Linked DNA regions of Acanthopagrus latus: region 1 is linked to region 2. The links are chromatin contacts, called in public Hi-C maps. All regions are on one chromosome and are shown on one strand. Each heading gives the region's core, a stretch centred on a gene start, on an enhancer-like site or on the middle of the called end of the contact. The rest is flanking DNA. Distances are from core to core; before and after follow the strand shown.

What was found. A called contact is a pair of places that touch in the nucleus more often than the background predicts.
Region 1: a contact with region 2 is called in a Hi-C map of muscle, with 9 times the contacts expected there. The contact joins the promoter of mrpl23 here to the promoter of igf2b in region 2. A contact is called at or near these places in 4 of 4 Hi-C or Micro-C datasets (liver and muscle).

What each region holds. Positions count from the first base shown.
Region 1 is chr8:3,688,696-3,691,395 of fAcaLat1.1, reverse strand. mrpl23 (39S ribosomal protein L23, mitochondrial) reads left to right here and starts at 1,305. Exons shown (of 5, transcript XM_037107493.1): 1 at 1,305-1,459; 2 at 2,544-2,666. The coding sequence starts at 1,440.
Region 2 is chr8:3,558,381-3,561,084 of fAcaLat1.1, reverse strand. igf2b (insulin-like growth factor 2b) reads right to left here and starts at 1,365. Exons shown (of 4, transcript XM_037107026.1): 1 at 1,130-1,365; 2 at 1-96. The coding sequence starts at 1,204. It overlaps LOC119024335 (a long non-coding RNA gene), which reads left to right and starts at 128. Exons shown (of 4, transcript XR_005076450.1): 1 at 128-816; 2 at 2,306-2,446.

The DNA.
Region 1 (2,700 bases), core at 56-2,555, 130 kb before region 2:
GGCTAAAAACTCCGCTGAACAACTGTCGGGACAGCAGGACATTCTGACAGCGTTTGATAAATACCTGCAGCAACTGGTAAACATTACAACAACTGCATAATAATCAAATGCCTAACTGCCATACACACACACACACACACACACACACACACACACACACACACACACACACACACACACACACACACACACACACACACACACACTCCATGGCATCTTAACTGATGGAAACTTCCCTCCCTGGCTGTCACTGTGGTCCATTTCCTGCCAGGTCTGAACCAGCTGAGCCAGAGACTCATGTTCCACTCAGGGGGCCTTCAATCATTCTTACCCCCGCTGCAGGCACACCGTAGTGGGTGTGAGGTCAGGTCAGACTCTGGGGCACAGGGTCTGCAGGAGACATGGTACGAGGTCTCCCTCTGCTGCTGTCTCATCACATGTGCCCCGAGAAAACAGCAACGGCGTTCCCAAAACGGACAGCCATTTTTTAAGAAAGGGAACTCTGTTGTTATCTAACAAGGAAATCAAAGCAGGTCCTTATATTGCACTCTGGAGTGAGTGATATAGTGTCTTAAAAAAAATAAATAAATGTCTATATATTGATACAGTATCTACCACTTCATCAATCCAGCTATAATAAATATAAACAATGTGTCAATGTCTGAATTGATTTTGTTTCAAAGGCAAAGATGTCCATATTCCGCATGTGCATATGAATAAAACACAATTTTTCAAAGTGCAAGATTAAATTAAAATTCAGGATTAATATTGAATGTGTGCAAACAAAACAAGATGTAATCCACGGTCCATCAAACACTCAACTCAGAGTACTTTGACCAGTTCTTCTGAAAATGTGGGGGAATTAATGGGTTGAGAAACACTCACATGCAGATTTACTTGGCACTGCATCATAATCAGTTTTGTCTGCTTACTGTACTCTTACTACCACTAACTGTGTCATGTGTGTACTGGTAAGAAGGTTTAAATCTTGTAATTAACAAACACCAATTGATGGCATGCCTTTAAATATAAACTAATAGTTAGATATCATCAGAATAGTGAGAAACTTCTGTGCCCCTGTCCTATATTTTTAGCCACTTTCCTCTGATTTATTACAACCTGCCTTTATAACTGGATTTCACTTGGTGGTTATTCAGATTGTAAATAATCTGTTGCTGCCTTATCGCTGAGATTAAATGGCTAAAACACATTACTTATAATAAAAATACCTACAGTGGACATGGAGTCCATTTATATAAATCCAAGCCTCTGGGCTGTGAACTTTCCTTCAAGGGCATAAAGCAAACTCCAGTGCGCCTGCGCCGTGCCAGTGCTACCGGAAGTACATCCACGCACGTGCAGCACAGCGTTTGACAACCTTGAAAAGACTACAAAACAGCTAGCTGGTAGCTTAGGGTTCACAGCAAACCGCTCCAGCGATGCCTGTAACAAGACTACTGTGAGTGTCGAGCCTTTTCTTTTCGTTTTTAGTCGTAAATAACCCCCAAAACGACGCCTCAACTAGAGACTGTATCTTTGTTATTCCGCTCTTCTGATGATTTGGGAAGCTAGCAAACACAGCTAACGTTAGCGCGTATCCGCCTCTTAGTTACCCAGCATGTGTGAATGTAGCCTTTGGTAAACGTTGTTTTCACTTATCATACACTTCTGTCGATGCGCATTGTTAGTGTTCAACTCTATAACTCACTCTTAAATGATGTTATACGACACGAACATAGCCAGCGGTGGCTAGCTATGCTACAAACAAACTGCCGTTAACGTGCAGCTAGTGTCGTAGTGCAGTAACTATGTACGTTGCTATGACAGGTTGTCGTGTAGCTGTTAATGATCGGTAGATAGTGAAGAAACTCACCTGTGTCTGTAAACACTATATCAGGGCATATTACTTGTTTTTAACGAATTCAAACACGCTCCAAGGATGAAATCTGTCACTTCAGACTAGCCCATGATGCTACATTTATAAATAATGTTTTATTTCCCGTGTCATGTCAACATTAACACCTATTTGTCAGTGATCTGATGATGAATGTATATTATTCTTGCATGACAGGCTCAAAACGAGGTTATAGGATAATTCCAGGTTCATGTAGTTTTGCTGATATCTGGGAAAAACCAGAAGCAGCAGATCAGATAAGTTATAAACAAGCACACAGTGGAACCAGGTCATCTGATAAAAGTGAAAAAGTTCTGATGAATCTGGCTCTGAAAGCACACAGACACGTTTTTGTCTAGCTGGTGAATAATAGTAGGACTGATGGCCTCCCTTAAATGTGGTCTGGCAAGGGTAATCTTAACTTCATTACAAAGCTTTCTTTTGAAACAGCTTTTTTCCCTTGTCTTCACCTTTATCATGTTTGTCAACAGACGACTATAGCATGTAAAACATAAAATTGCACTGCACACTTCAACCTGATCACTTGTGTGGCTTTAATATCTTCCAAAGTTTCAGTGTGATTTTATGAAACATTACAGGGTGTCATCAATTGATAGTGTTTGTGACAACTGTTCACCTCTTCTCTCAGATACCCTCTCTACCAGCTGGGTAACCCTCAGCTGAGGATCTTCAGACCCAACTGGTTCCTGACGCTGGTGAGACCAGGGAAGGAGCAGCCTCCTGACACTGCCCAGTTTCGCATCCCAATGGAGTAAGTTTTCGCTTACAGATTTTCACTTTACCAA
Region 2 (2,704 bases), core at 116-2,615:
CCCACACAGCGTCTCCGCCGAGGCCACCTCCACCACGTAGAGCGTCAGGGCCAGTGCAAAGAGCAGCGCGCGACTGGACGAGGACATCTTCTTGACCTGCAGACACACACACACACACACACACACACATGCACACACACAGCATCTGGTCAACAAATGCAAACATTACAGAAGTGATGACATTGATTTAAAAAAAAAAAAAAAAAACACATGAAATTTTTTTTTAAAAAAAAATCTTCTGAGTAATAAATCCCAGATGACAGCCAGATGTTGGATCCAGACTTTACGCATTGTACAAGATGTACGACTTCCACAGTTAGGTGCTGTTTCTACGTATTGATGTATTGACCTACTAACTGCGTAAAACAAATGATGGCATATGTCCACCTCCCCCCCTCTCTCTCCCCCTCCCTGCCTCTCTCCCTGCCTCCCCCCGTCACCGTTATCAGCCGCTGTCACTGTGTCGCACCTGGGAGAAGTGCTTATTCTGGAGGAAAAACCGAGACGGTATCTCTGCCTTACGCGCTCTTACACAACTCTCCAGAAAGTTGCGAGACCGGCTGCTCGATAGTTAACTATCCGAAAGGCCAGACTCAGCATTTATTTTCCCCTTGCTCACCCTGGGATGAGCTCACTGACCCTCAGACCTACCGCCCCCTATCTGCCGACAGAAAAGACCAGCTGTTTGCTGCTCCAGAGAGTCCAGAGAACGGCGCGCCATCAAGAATCCCAACAGAAAGAGAACAGAAATAAAAACCAAAAACATCACACGAAATAAAACACCCCTGAAACTCTGCTCTCCTCCTTCCCTATCAGGTAACCTGTTGCACGAATGCTTCCCAGCTCTCCATGTCACGTCTGCATCCTCAACTTTCTCTCTGCTGCATGCGAATTAAAAGAGATGTCCAAACAGGGGAGAAAAAAAGAGAGAAAAAATGATGCGATCAGTGCATCTGCTCAGCCCGGAGGAGTGTTTTTTTTCTTTCTTTTTTTTGTATATGTGTCTCACTCGCACAGCACGAGAGAAAAAACCTGGTTACAACCCCGTCAGACGTCTGTCAAGACCCGCACGGCACAAAAAAAAAAACAAAAAAACCGGCGCATGAAACTATTTGTTCCCTCTGGTTACCTTCATTCTGCTGCTCTCCGTCCTCCGGCAGGTGTGGCAAAGTGAGTGGCGTCCGTGTCTTTGCTGGGTCTCCATGTCAGATGGCAGTAGTCAAAAACGTCGGGAGGGGTTGGTTGGGAGGGGGGGTGGTTATTTGGTTTCGGAGAGATTGCAGGTGAGTTAGTTTCCCAGTTGGTGCGGCTGAGATGATGTGTGAGAGGCTGTCCCAAAGACCAGGCGACAGAACAAAACTTCTCAGGGAGAGGTATTATATACCAAAACACGCCCCTTACTTCCACACCCCACCCCTCGCTCCTCCTCTTCACGGCTGGTAAAAAAAAAAAAATGGTCCAGAGACGTTTTATGGAAAAGTGCTTAAAGGGAGAAAAGGCACAAAAAAAAGGGGGGAGAGAAAAAAAAAGGAGAGGGAGAGAGTGAGAGTCACAAAATATGGAACAATTCCATAGGCATTTTCCACGTTTACGCACTGTAACCTACAATCACAATGTTTACACACAGGGACGCTGACAAGAACAAGAATAGACGTAATTCCTCAGACTCCAAGAAAAATGTCAATGTCTCCGCCCTGCTGTAATTAAGATGAGCGTTCAGGAGGGGAAGGAGTGTGGCTGAGGTGCTGGAGGAGAAGAGGAGGAGGAGGAGGAAGGGGGGGTTTGCTCTTGACTCAGGTGGAGGTGTTAGTCACAGAGGTCAGGGGCTCCACCTGAAGGGGAGCGTGAAGCGGGGTTGATCCAGGAGGAGGATGCAGCAGCAGCAGCAGCACTGACTGACTGACAGACTGCAGCAGGAATATCAAGTGTCAGTGTAAAGAAATGCTGCATCATGTGATGAAGAGGCAGGAGGAAGTGATGAAGAAAAGAGATGACGTTGTGCTTTCTCACACTGAGCTGAGCATTAATATTAATAACACAGCAGATCAGTGAGTCCTGCAGGGACTGGAGGTGCTGAGGGTCCCGTGAAAGGACGAGGAGGGCGACAGAAATGATAAAAACTCAGATTAAAATTGTGTCACAGTGTGAAAGTAAGCTGTGTTTCTGTGTGAGACTGAAGGAGGGCGCCCTTATATAAGTGAGTGTTGTGCTGGAGGTTGAGGATGTGGACCGTGTCCTCAGACTCACACTGACACCTAGTGGTCTGGGTGCTGAACCTCTGCTTGTTTTGTCTCTTGGCTCTCAGCTCTGCAGGTTTTGGGGGGACCAGGGACCCGGTCCACAAGCTGCCCACCGTCCGGACGAGCTCCCCGAGGTTTTATCCTCTCAGGTCAAGGACAGTTTCCATCCTTTGTTGTCTTCTAACAGCGAGTACAAAGAGGTGGAGGTGAGCTTGTATGTGATATTAATGGGCACTATTATCTTTAAACACAGTGACAGAGAGCACATAGAGTCATGTGGTGCAGTATGTTAGAATTTTAGTTGAAAATGCTCAGAAATGAACAGCAGAATGTGAAGAAATGACAGTTTTTCATGTTGAAGTTAGCGATGCTAACCAGCTAGCCCCAGCCCGGCCCAAAAGCTCCCGGTCTGGACCGCTGGCTGCACAGGTCCGAGGTTCTGTATCGACACATTGTCAACCACT